Regions from separate parts of the Mus musculus genome. Here all the other regions are linked to region 1. A link is a contact called in public HiChIP or PLAC-seq and promoter capture Hi-C data. All regions are on one chromosome and are shown on one strand. The core of a region is the stretch at or near the end of the contact, and the rest is flanking DNA. Distances in the headings are between cores, read along the strand shown.

What was found. HiChIP or PLAC-seq counts read pairs in DNA pulled down with a chosen protein or histone mark. Capture Hi-C pulls out chosen DNA fragments and counts their contacts.
Region 2: a contact with region 1 is called in a promoter capture Hi-C map of liver, with 3 times the contacts expected there. The contact joins the promoter of Mtx2 here to the promoter of Atp5g3 in region 1. A contact is called at or near these places in 2 of 39 promoter capture datasets (hippocampal neurons and liver), 1 of 484 Hi-C or Micro-C datasets (B cells), 1 of 115 datasets of contacts at active chromatin or transcription factors (bone marrow-derived macrophages) and 1 of 9 other capture datasets (liver).
Region 3: an H3K4me3 HiChIP or PLAC-seq map of embryonic basal ganglia shows a contact between it and region 1, with 4 times the contacts expected there. The contact joins the promoter of Hoxd8 here to the promoter of Atp5g3 in region 1. A contact is called at or near these places in 2 of 39 promoter capture datasets (cranial neural crest and liver), 1 of 484 Hi-C or Micro-C datasets (CD4 T cells), 13 of 115 datasets of contacts at active chromatin or transcription factors (craniofacial prominence, differentiating embryonic stem cells, embryonic basal ganglia and 9 more) and 1 of 9 other capture datasets (embryonic stem cells).
Region 4: an H3K27ac HiChIP or PLAC-seq map of acute myeloid leukemia shows a contact between it and region 1, with 5 times the contacts expected there. The contact joins the enhancer-like site here to the promoter of Atp5g3 in region 1. A contact is called at or near these places in 1 of 39 promoter capture datasets (embryonic stem cells) and 4 of 115 datasets of contacts at active chromatin or transcription factors (acute myeloid leukemia, embryonic limb bud, embryonic stem cells and 1 more).

The regions. Positions count from the first base shown.
Region 1 is chr2:73,909,978-73,912,677 of GRCm38.p6, reverse strand. Atp5g3 (ATP synthase, H+ transporting, mitochondrial F0 complex, subunit C3 (subunit 9)) reads left to right here and starts at 1,352. Exons shown (of 5, transcript NM_175015.3): 1 at 1,352-1,426; 2 at 1,618-1,723. The coding sequence starts at 1,685.
Region 2 is chr2:74,824,415-74,827,114 of GRCm38.p6, reverse strand. It overlaps Mtx2 (metaxin 2), which reads right to left and starts at 1,303. Exons shown (of 10, transcript NM_016804.4): 1 at 1,072-1,303. The coding sequence starts at 1,111.
Region 3 is chr2:74,704,124-74,706,823 of GRCm38.p6, reverse strand. Hoxd8 (homeobox D8) reads right to left here and starts at 1,335. Exons shown (of 2, transcript NM_008276.3): 1 at 706-1,335; 2 at 1-310. The coding sequence starts at 1,276. The coding sequence ends at 12. The region is part of intron 1 of Gm38462 (predicted gene, 38462); the gene reads left to right.
Region 4 is chr2:74,608,182-74,610,881 of GRCm38.p6, reverse strand. No RefSeq gene overlaps it. Among named protein-coding and RNA genes, the nearest start is that of Gm39852, 3.3 kb to the right of the region's middle. Within about 2 kb of position 1,386, at least 14 of the 459 cell types and tissues checked have an H3K27ac peak or open chromatin away from gene starts, as enhancers often do. A contact at or near this core is called in acute myeloid leukemia, where this site is marked.

The DNA of each region.
Region 1 (2,700 bases), core at 103-2,602:
ATCATATATACATACAACTAAATATGTATATAAAACTAAAGAAAAAGAGGCCTCAGATTTGAAAAGTCAAGAAGTGTCTAGGAGGAGGAGGGGGGAGGAAATGGGAGGGAGTGGTGTTTGAATAAAAAATTGGCCCCCACGGGTCCATAGGGAATGGCACCGTTAGGAGGTGTGGCCTTGTTGGAGGAAGTGTGTAACTGGGGGGGGGGGGGGTGCAGGCTTTGAGGTTTCAGAAGCATAAGGCAAGCATAATGGCTAACAGTGGTCTCTTCTGGCTGCCTGCCTTCTTCCTTCAGCTATTCTCAGCTCTGTCTCCAGCACCGTGTCTGCCTGAACACTGCCATGCTTCCTGCCATGCTGAAAATGGACTAAACCTCTGAAACTGTAAGCCAGCCCCAATTAAATGTTTGTTTGTTTGTTTCTAAGAGTTGCGGTAGTCGTGGTGTCTCTTCACAGCATTAAAACCCTAAAACAGGGGAGAACCTATGAGATTATATTATCTCAAAAAAACTATTTTAAAAAAATCAATAAGAAGACCAGACGTTGAACTACAGCCATTTATCTGAGACATTTCTGCATCCATCTGGTTTGTTCAAAGTTATCAGAACTGGGTGCTGAATAGATTTTGAAAACTATTCAGGCACTTTTTTAGTCCGAAATGATGATACATTATTATCTCTTAATTCTCCCAGTTATAATGGTGGAAGGCAGCAGAACACAGTGGTACATGGCTTTAATGTCAGCACTTGGAAAACAGAGGCAGGAGGATTTCTGTGAGTTGAAGGCTAGCCTAGTCTACAGAGTTGCAAAGCTCTTGAACCGTCATTTGTTCTTCCCAGGACTTCTAGGTAGGTCTTCTGAGAAAAGATTTGTCGTCTTAAACAAAAGCAAACAAACAAACAAACAAAAAACCCTGTTTTAGAGTCTTACAAAGAAATAATCCCGCTGGAGTTGGTTATGAAGAAGCTAACTACTTGGAAGGGTGAAAGTGGACGATCAAGGTTCTCCCTAACTTACATACTGAGCTCAAGGCCTGCCTGAGCAACTCACCCTGTTTGAAATAAAAGCCAAATCAGGGTCGGCTTGTAGCTCCCTGGGAGAACCCCTGCCTGGCACGTGCAAGGAGCGAGGCTCAGTCTGCGATAGCGACAACAACTAAAAATTATCTGCACCGTTAGTAACACTAACAAAGCCAAGAGTCGTCTTCAGTGTGCTTTTCATTTCACTGGCCGCCAGCCGGTCACGGAGGGGGCCTGTCATTGTCCTCCTCTGAGAGTTACCAATAAAGTTGTTACAAAGTGACCTTGAGCGTCTTCCCCCGCCTTCTCCATCCGGGTGCTGCGGCGCGGATAAGAGCCGCACCGCGCTTGCGCGCCCAGCCCCACTGCTTCGACCTCTGCCGCCGCCACTGCCGCCGCCTCGGGAGGTAAGCGAAGGTAAACGGAGGGCGCGGGGCCCGGGCCGGGGCGGAGCGGGTCTCCCGGCCCTGTCCACCGGGCTTGCGCTTCCCGGGCACGCGGCCACGCTGACCGCCTGCGCGGGGCCCCTCGGGGCCGGGGTGGCAAGGACAGGCCCCTGGGGGGGACACTTGACCTTAAGCCTCTTTTCGCTCCGCAGAGAGGAAGCGGGAGAGGAGCCCACGTCGCCTGTCACCTAGATCCACGCCGCGCCGCCAGGAAGAAAGATGTTCGCCTGCGCCAAGCTCGCCCGCACCCCCGCTCTGGTGCGTAACCCGGGCCTCGGCCCAGCATTCACGCCGAGGGACCGGCTCTCCTTCACCCTTGCCCCGATGTCCTCTCCTCCCTCCCTCCCTCCCAACCCTGGGGCCCGCAGACAGTTCCCGGCCATGTGTCCCCCCCGAGGCCTAGCTGACAGGCCTTCTGGGCGTAGGTCACAGCCTCCTTGCTCGTGGAGCGCGCCCCTCCCCCACCGCCCGGTCCCTATGGAGTTGGGGTCGACGCGAAGGTCGGGGTGCTGAGAAGTCAGGAAGGGGCAGCTGAGGCCTAGTTGCCTGCACAGCGTTTCCCGTGCGCGTCTGTAGGTCAAACTCGCCGCTGCAGAGGGAGGGACTTTGCTTCCTTGTGTGGGCGGAGAAAGGTGTTGGGGAGCCCCGAAGCTTGCTTTTTTGGAGGCTTTAAGTGAAGTCTGAATCTAAAAGATTTGTGCTAGAGAATCGGGTCCTGGTTCTGGAGGGATTTTCTGTGACCTTAGTGTCCGTGGACACTCAAGGGCAGAGAAGCCAGACTGCCAGATGTCCTTATAGTGAGAGTATTGCAACGGCTGTTAAGCTGACATCAAAATGCTTAACTCTATAGTAAATTTAGAATTAGTGGGTATTTAGGAATCCTTTGAAAATTGTAGGAGCTTCATTAGCTGCTGGACTGTTGTAAATGATCAAAATCATAGCGACACCCTTATGAGCCCACATAACTTACTTGAATTTACAGCACTACAGTTACTGAAACTTCCACAACACTCAGTCACTTGGTAACTAATTGGTCTTAGGATTTTTGTTTACAGATAGATTAAATAGAACATTCCATGGTTCATTAGCATAAAATTTTAGGTTGGCTTTGTGTATGCACAATGACCAAAGGCCATGCTAATTGCAGAGATAATAAATCTGTTCGTTCTCTTCTGCTTTCTCCTTTAGAGTTTAAAGTTGCACAAGAGGTCACTGAAGACTAATGTGTACTCTTT
Region 2 (2,700 bases), core at 54-2,553, 910 kb before region 1:
ACATTGGATATATACATTCAGAATACAAACATATACTGTGAAATGATTTATGACATAGTATCAGTCTAAAATAAACCACTGACCTCAAGTCAGAGGCCTGACTTTTTCAACCTCACTGATAAAGTCAGAGAGAAACATTACTTGAAATCTGTGTTATTTACTCAAGTCATGGGTATTTAAAGAGAACTGACAGACAGGTCCTAGGATACAATGGGAAACAAAATTCCCTGCTTTCATGAAGCTTACAATCTCTCTTCTATCCTCTCTCCTATAAAATGCTATTTTAAAGGAAATCTAAGTTCACACAAATTCAATACAATGGAAAGCGTTTCGAAAAGTTGATAACACATTATACTTTCATTTCCAATGTACTACTTTACCCCAAATACGACTGTTTATCTTAGTGACTATCTCCTCATTCGAACGTTGAAAACACTGCTGGAATTAACATTCATCCCATTAACTTGACTCTTTTTTTCTATCATAGCCACTTTCGCCAAAATAAAAACTTCAATACGAATGTGTGTGTGTGTGTGTGTGTGTGTGTGTCAAAAGATGTTTACTTTCTTTAAACTTCATGCCCATTAAGAATAATTCAAAGAATCCCACAGACTTTGCAAATGGCTTGGAGAACAACTCGGGTGACCCATCAACAACAGGTAAAGAAGGGCAGCTCAAGAGTGACAGTCACCTTAAACTTGAGAACCCAAGAGCAGAGAGGCTGCCCTATTCCCACGGAAACCTTGGGGGAGGCGAGGACCCAACCCGTGGCCACGCCCCCACCTCGATCCCCAGCCCCGGGCCTCCGCCACCTAAACCGCGGAGTCGGGGAACAAAGCGCCGCGGAGGGAGTGAGGTCAGGACTCTGTCCCTGCAGGGTGACCTTGGCCATGTGTCCTCAGTTTCCTCATCCAGAAAGTGAGGCCAAGCCTCCATGGCCGCTGCCGCCTCCACCCGGGCTGTAGACTCAGCACCCTCGACCCACGGCTACAGGGAAACTCCAGCCCTCCGCCTCCCCACGCGGATCCCCGCCGCCACCCACGCCGCCCCGTCGGCGCCCACACGGGCTACCTGCGATCTGGGAGACGAACGCTTCCGCCACCAGAGACATGTCGGCTGCGAGGTCCTGCGCGCGCGCCTGAGCTCCGCGGCGCTCGGCGCCCTCCCGCGCGACCTCGGCGGCCTTCCCCCGGCAGCTGACGAGCTTCGCTGGGCCAACGCTAAGACGAGCAGAGCTCACCTCGGCAGCGGTGGCTCGGCCCGCAAGGTTACCGCCAGGCCGACCAAGCACTTCCGGCGTCGCTGACAACGCGCGCCGGCACTTCCGGCTGCTCCGCCCCGCGCGCTCCGGACCTGCGAGAGCCCTAAGAGAGCAGGCTCTCTGGCTAGAGTCTTTTGGATTTGATTGCAACCTTTCAGCAGTTCAACAAGACAGAAACAGCTTCAAGAGGTTCAAGTGCCTGGTCTGGTTCTACTGGAGCCCAGAAACTCAGGAATTCTCTCAATTCCACTAACTGTAGGATTCGGGGTCCATAGACTGATATTAGTGTTGGTTATTTGTTCAAATGCGCTAGCCAGAAGGAGGCTTACACAGCTTGTGAGCTGAGACATAATTTAATCTTTCAACTCCAAGCACCCAAAATGAAGCTTGGAGAATAAAGCACTTCAATTACTTGTTTCTGAGTGTAGAAGGAACAAGAGTAAAAGGAAGGGCGCTAGATCCCTTGAATCTTTCCTCTTAGTCTAATCTTTTTTTTTTTTAACTATAGGTTACAATTGACCAAAAATCATAAATATTACAGAATTAGAAAATTAGAAGCATAAAGTTACACTTGATTTCAGAAATCATTTGGTGAGCCAAAGCCCCCTTTCGCTGATGAGAACATGGCTCGGAGAGGTGAGACGATGTTGTTGTGTGTGTGTGTCAGTGTATAGACCCAAGACAACTTTTGGTACTTAGTTCTCTCCAACCATGTGGGTTCCAGGGATCCAACTCAAGTCTTCAGGCTCGGTAGCATAGCCCATACACACACATGCATCAGCTTGTACAGTGGTCAGTGTCTCAGTACCTCTTCAGTTGCTCTCCATCCTCTATTTTGAGATAGGGTCTCTCACTGAGAATCTGGAGCACAAGGATTAGGCTGGCCAACAACACTCGGAACTTGGTCTGTCCCTGCCCACCTCCCACCCAACCCTAGAGTAAACTACTGTACCTGGCCTGCCTCTGCCTCCCGAGTGCTGGGATTAAAGGTGTGCACCACCACGCCTGGCGATTTTGTTTCTTGTCCACAGATCTCTGACCCTCCATTACAGTTTATTGTCTAAATTTCTGTTCATATACTTAAGTAGTATATTGCTTTCTTAGAGGTGCGGGACAGATTATCACACACTGGGTGTTTAAAACAACGGATGCATTTACTCTCTGGTTCTGGAAGCTAGAAGTCTGAGGTTAAAGTGTTGGCAAGACGATGCTTGCTCTCAAGGACATAGAAATAAATGTCCTTCCTCCATCTGCCCAGCTTCTAGGATTTCCAGGGTTCCTGGGCATTCCATGGCTTTAGACAAGTCATTTCCACCTTTGCTCCCACCATTAGGCAACATTCTCCCTTGCATCTGTTTGTCCAAACTTCTGTCTTCCACTGAAGGCACCAGCCAATGGATTAAGGCCTACTCATTTTTTTTATGACCTCTTCTTGGTTT
Region 3 (2,700 bases), core at 86-2,585, 790 kb before region 1:
AAAGGTAGAGTTTAATTTGTGGGGCAGCCTTCAGCTCCGTCTTCTTCCAGCCCCGAGACTTCCTTTTTGGGGTCTCCATCCTTTGCCTCCGGCCGGGACGCAGGAAACTTGTCTTTGTTGTTCTCCTTTTTCCATTTCATTCTCCTGTTCTGGAACCAGATTTTTACCTGTCTCTCCGTGAGGGCCAGAGTATGGGAGACCTCGATTCTCCTCTTCCTGGTCAGATAAGGGTTAAAAAGGAATTCCTTTTCCAACTCTAGGGTTTGGAAGCGACTGTAGGTTTGTCTTCCTCTCCGTCTACCAGGAGCTGCTGATTAAAAACAACAACAAAAAGGGGGGGGGGGAGGAAAATCAACGTTTTTTTGTTTTTTAATGGTTGATTCTCTGAATGCTGTTGGAGTTTTCTGGAACGGGCTTAAGAGGTGAAATACACAGTGGTCTTTAATTCTCATACAGATATAGGGTGTGAGGCAAGAGAGGCAGAGACAAGCTCTTCACAATTATTCTGCCCCCGTCTTTACACACTTTTAAAAAGTCTGTATTAGTTTTTGTACAAGAGCCACATTGGCTACACCAGAAGGAAAAGGAAGGGGAGAGGGAAAGGACAGGGGAGTTTTAAAGCTAGAACGTGAGATGAAAGCAGATTTCTCCCTTTCTCCCCTCCTTAAAAAAAAAAAAAAAAAAAAAAAAATAGCGCATCCCAACCTTGTGGTCTCATCCAGGGAAACATTTGAGAAGGAGACGAGCTCTGATTTAAGTGGTCTGGGTCCTCGCCAATATTACCACTGGACGATTTACAGTCAGGATATTGTACCAGCTCGGCCTCTTGCTGGGTCGTAAAAATCGGCTGTCTCTGTAAGTTATCGTATCCGTAAAACTTCGCGGGCTCCCCGTGACAGGCAATCCCGCCGCAGGGGGGAGGCGGCGGCGGAGGCGGAGGGTGCGGAGGAGGTGGGGCGGCCTGGTAGGCAGCGGTCGGGCTGCCCGCGCCGGCGTGGAAGTAGTCCTGGCCGGGCCCCGGGCCGCCCCCTCCGCCGCACCCGGGCGGCGGCGACGGGTGCGGGTGCGGGTGCGGGTGCGCGTGCGGGAAGCCGGCGGCGCTGTTGCCATAGAGCTGCAGGGCGGCGGCGTGGCGGCCGCTGACCTCGGGTGCAAAATGACAGTCGTAGTAAGTGGGATTGATGGCCTCGCCCGCCGCGGCCGCCGCAGCCGCCGCCGCCGCCGCGGCCGCCGCCTTGTACTTGGAGTACAGCGGGTTCACGAAGTACGAGCTCATCGGGGCGGCGGCCGCCGGCGGCGCGGAGCCGGTAAGGGGCGCGCCTCAGCTCGGTCGCGCCGCCGCGGGGGCCTCTGGGGCGGCTCACTCGAGCCCGCGGGGGCCGCCGGGCCTCGTCGCCCGGCGAGCGCTTCCCCCGCCCCGCTCAGGCTCGACCGTCCGGCCGCCGGCCGCTCATGCCTGGCTCTCGCGCCTCCGTCTCGGCCTCGCGCCGCCTCCCTCGCGGGCCACGCGGCCTCGCCCGCCCCCGCGCGCTGCTGCCGCCGCCTCCGCCCCGCGGGCCTCTCCCGGCGCGCGCCTGCTGGGCCGCAGTGGAACCGCGGACGCCCGGGCGACCTGCCCCGCGGCCTCCAGTTTCCTCTCCGGCTCCAGGCGGCCCTAGCGCACCCGGACCAGGGGAAAAAAAAAAAAAAAAAGAGTGCGCGCGGCCCACGGGGGAGACGCTTAGGCTGGGGCTGCCGAGCCCCCGCTCTGCAGGGAGACGAAAAGAGAACACACCCTCTGCCCGGTGCCACCTCTCACCTCAGCCCTCCCCCCCGCCGCCCCCTCCCAGCGCTGTCGCCGCCGCCGCCGAGGCTGCCGCCCCGGTGCGCGCCGGCGAGGCATTTTCGCGCCCCGCCACTGCGAGGAGAGGGAGCGAGATGGGGGGCGAGATAACCGCGCGGAGGGATCCCGCCGGCGGCGAAGCGGCCCCTGCGCCGGACGGGACGCCGCACGCCGGCCCCGGGATGCCTCCGCCAGCCTTAAAGGGGGCCCATAAAGCCGCACTGCCAAGGGCTCGCGGGGGGCCCCCCGGGTCCGCAGAGAGGGGGCGCGGCCGAACCTTAGCCTTGGGCCAGGCGGGGTGGTCACTCCCAGGAGGCCTCGGAGCAGACGGTCTCTCCTCCAGCAAGGCTCCTGGATCTGCCCAGCAGAGACTGGCTGTGGCTTTTTTTTTTTTCCTTTTTCTTTTTGCATTTCTTACTGTGGACGAGCGAGGTTGACGGATTGATTGGTCCTTGCATTTGTTTGGGCCTAGCTAAGTGGTTTTGATTAAAAAGCCACAATCCAGCCTCCGAATCCTGACCTTATCAAAGCGAATCAAAGTCCTGCTTTTTCCAGCCAAGCAGGCCCTGTGGAAATGAGATGTACATTTACCCTTGACGCACTGCATGCCTGGTTGAGGCTCCCAGGTTAATTGATATTTAATGGAAATCATGCCCATGAATATAGTTTCCATCATTTCACCCTTGATAGACGTCAGTGTTGGCCACAGGGAGGGAGGGGGAGGCGAGAGAATGTGGGAAGGGGACATGAGTGTCGCTGAGAGAGTGAAGAGAAGAGTGGCAGAAACGTTCCCAGTGGGAAGAAGGAATCATGCCGGGGTGGGTGGCATTTCCTAGGGCAGGGCGCAGGGCTCCCGGGTCCCAACCCAGGCGCCCAGA
Region 4 (2,700 bases), core at 137-2,636, 700 kb before region 1:
AGATCCCTTTAGCTCCTTGGGTACTTTCTCTAGCTCCTCCACTGGGGGCCCTGTGATCCATCCACTAGCTGACTGTGAGCATCCACTTCTGTGTTTACTATTCCCCGGCATAGCCTCACAAGAGACAGCTATATCAGGGTCCTTTCAGCAAAATCTTGTTAGTGTATGCCATGGTGTCAGCATTTGGAGGCTGATTATGGGATGGATCCCTGGATATGGCAGTCTCTAGATGGTCCATCCTTTTGTCTCAGCTCCAATTTTTTTCTCTGTAACTCCTTCCATGGGTGTTTTGTTTCCAATTCTAAGAAGGAGCAAAGTGTCCACACTTTGGTCTTCGTTCTTCTTGAGTTTCATGTGTTTTGCAAATTGTATCTTATATCTTGGGTATTCTAAGTTTCTGGGCTAATATCCACTTATCAGTGAGTACATATCATTTGAGTTCTTTCTAAAAATTATTAATTACTTATTTACTTTACATACCGATTGCAGCTTTTCCTCCCTCCTCTCCTCCCAGTTCCTCCCTCTTACCTTCACCCCATCCACCCCCCCTTTACTTCTCAGAAAAGAGGAGCCCCCATGGGTGTTAACCAACCTTGGCATATCAAGTTGCAGTAAGACTAGGGGCATCTTCCACTATTGAGGCTAGACAAGGCATGCCAGATATGAAAGAGGGATCCAAAGGCGAGCTGTATAATCAGAGACAGCCCTGTTCCTGCTTTAGGAGTCCCACATGAAGACCCAGCTGCACAACTATTACATATGTGCAGAGGACCTAGGTCCATCCCATGATGCTCTCTGGTGGGCAGTTCAGTTCTATGGGCCCAGGTTAGTTGATTTTGTAGGTTTTCTTGTGGTGTCCTTGGTGCCTTTGACTTCTTCAACCCTTTCTACCCCTCTTCCGACGGATTCTTCACTAAATGTCTAACTGTGGGTCTCTGCATCTGTTTCCACCAGTTGTTGGCTGAAGACTCTCTAATGACAGTTACGTTATGCTCCTGTCTTCAAGAATAATGGAATATCTTTAATAGTGTCAGAGGCAGGCTCTCTATCATGGCATGGGCCTCAAGCTGGACCAGTCATTGGTTTCCCTTTCCTTCAAATTCTGCCCTATCTTTTACCTCTGCACATCTTGTAGGCAGGACAAATTGTGGGTCTTAGAGCAAAACTAAAGTTATATTACATGTTTTATCTTATCATCTCAGAAAGTCATTGCTGTAATGAGACACTGTGACCAAGGCAACTCTTATAAAAGAAAACATTTTATTGAGGACTGGCTTACAGTTTCAGGAAGTTACTTCATTATCATCATGGTGGGAAGCATTGTGGTAATCAGACAGATTACCACAGGCACACACTGGAGAAGTAGTTTAGAGTTACATCCTGATCTGCTGGCTGAGAAAGAGGGAGGGAGGGAGGAGATAGGAGTGGAGAGGGAGAGGGAGAGAGAGAAAGGGGAAGAGAGGGAGAGAGGGAGATAGTGAGCTAGGGAGAGAAAGAGGGAAAGTTTATGTGTGTGTGTGTGTGGGGGGGGGCGCTAGCATGAGCTTTTGAAACCTCAAAGGTCACCTCTACTGACCTCCACCTCCAACAAGGTCACATCTTGGAATGCTTTCCAATAGTGCCACTTTCCAGTGACTAGGCACCAAATATAGGAGCCCATGGGGGCCATTCATGACTAAAAATTGACTAAATAACTTGCATGGAACGTATGACTTGTTGATATGCAGTGGAATGCTTACAAGAATACAGAGTCACTACTAAGTGTGATCAGTGAGCCATGCTGTATGCGAAGGCTGAAAGTGACGTTTAAATTATTTCAATATAAGGGTACATTTATCTAGAATGAAATTATCTCCAATAAAATGTTAAAAGGATATTTTTATTTTGGTAAAGCCATTCTTGGACTTTCCTTTAATTACACATGGTAAGTGTTCATTTATTTGTGTGTGTGTGTGTGTGTGTGTAAGTCAGAGGACAATTTGTATGAGTCAGCTCTTCTACTATATGAGTTCAGAGATACTCAGGTAGTCAGGCTTGGTGGCAAGTGGCTTTACCAGCTGATCCATCTCTCTGACACATATTAAAAACTTTTTAAAACAGGAAGCTGCTTTTCAATATTACAAACATTTCAAAGGGAATTTGATTGTTCTAGTCTGTCCTGTACGCTCAACTTTTAAGCTAGAAAAATCACTGCTGGTGATTATTAAAGTTTAGCATCTCTAAAAGTATCTTGAAATGAAGATAAAATTTAAAAATTTCTTGTAAGATCAAGAATTGACAAATGGGATCTCATAAAATTGCAAAGTTTCTGTAAGGCAAAGGACACTGTCAATAAGACAAAACGGCAACCAGCAGATTGGGAAAAGATCTTTACCAATCTTAAATCCGGTAGAGGGCTAATATCCAATATATGCAAAGAACTCAAGAAGTTAGACTCCAGATAACTAAATAACCCTATTAAAAAATGGGGTACAGCGCTAAACAAAGAATTCTCAACTGAGGAACACTGAATGGCTGAGAAGCACCTAAAAATAGATGTTCAACATCTTTAGTCATCAGGGAAATGCAAATCAAAACAACCCTGAGATTCCACCTCACACTAGTCAGAATGGCTAAGATCAAAAACTCAGATCACAGCAGATGCTGTAAGGATGTGGAGAAAGAGGAACACTTCTCCATTGCTGGTGGGATTGCAAGCTG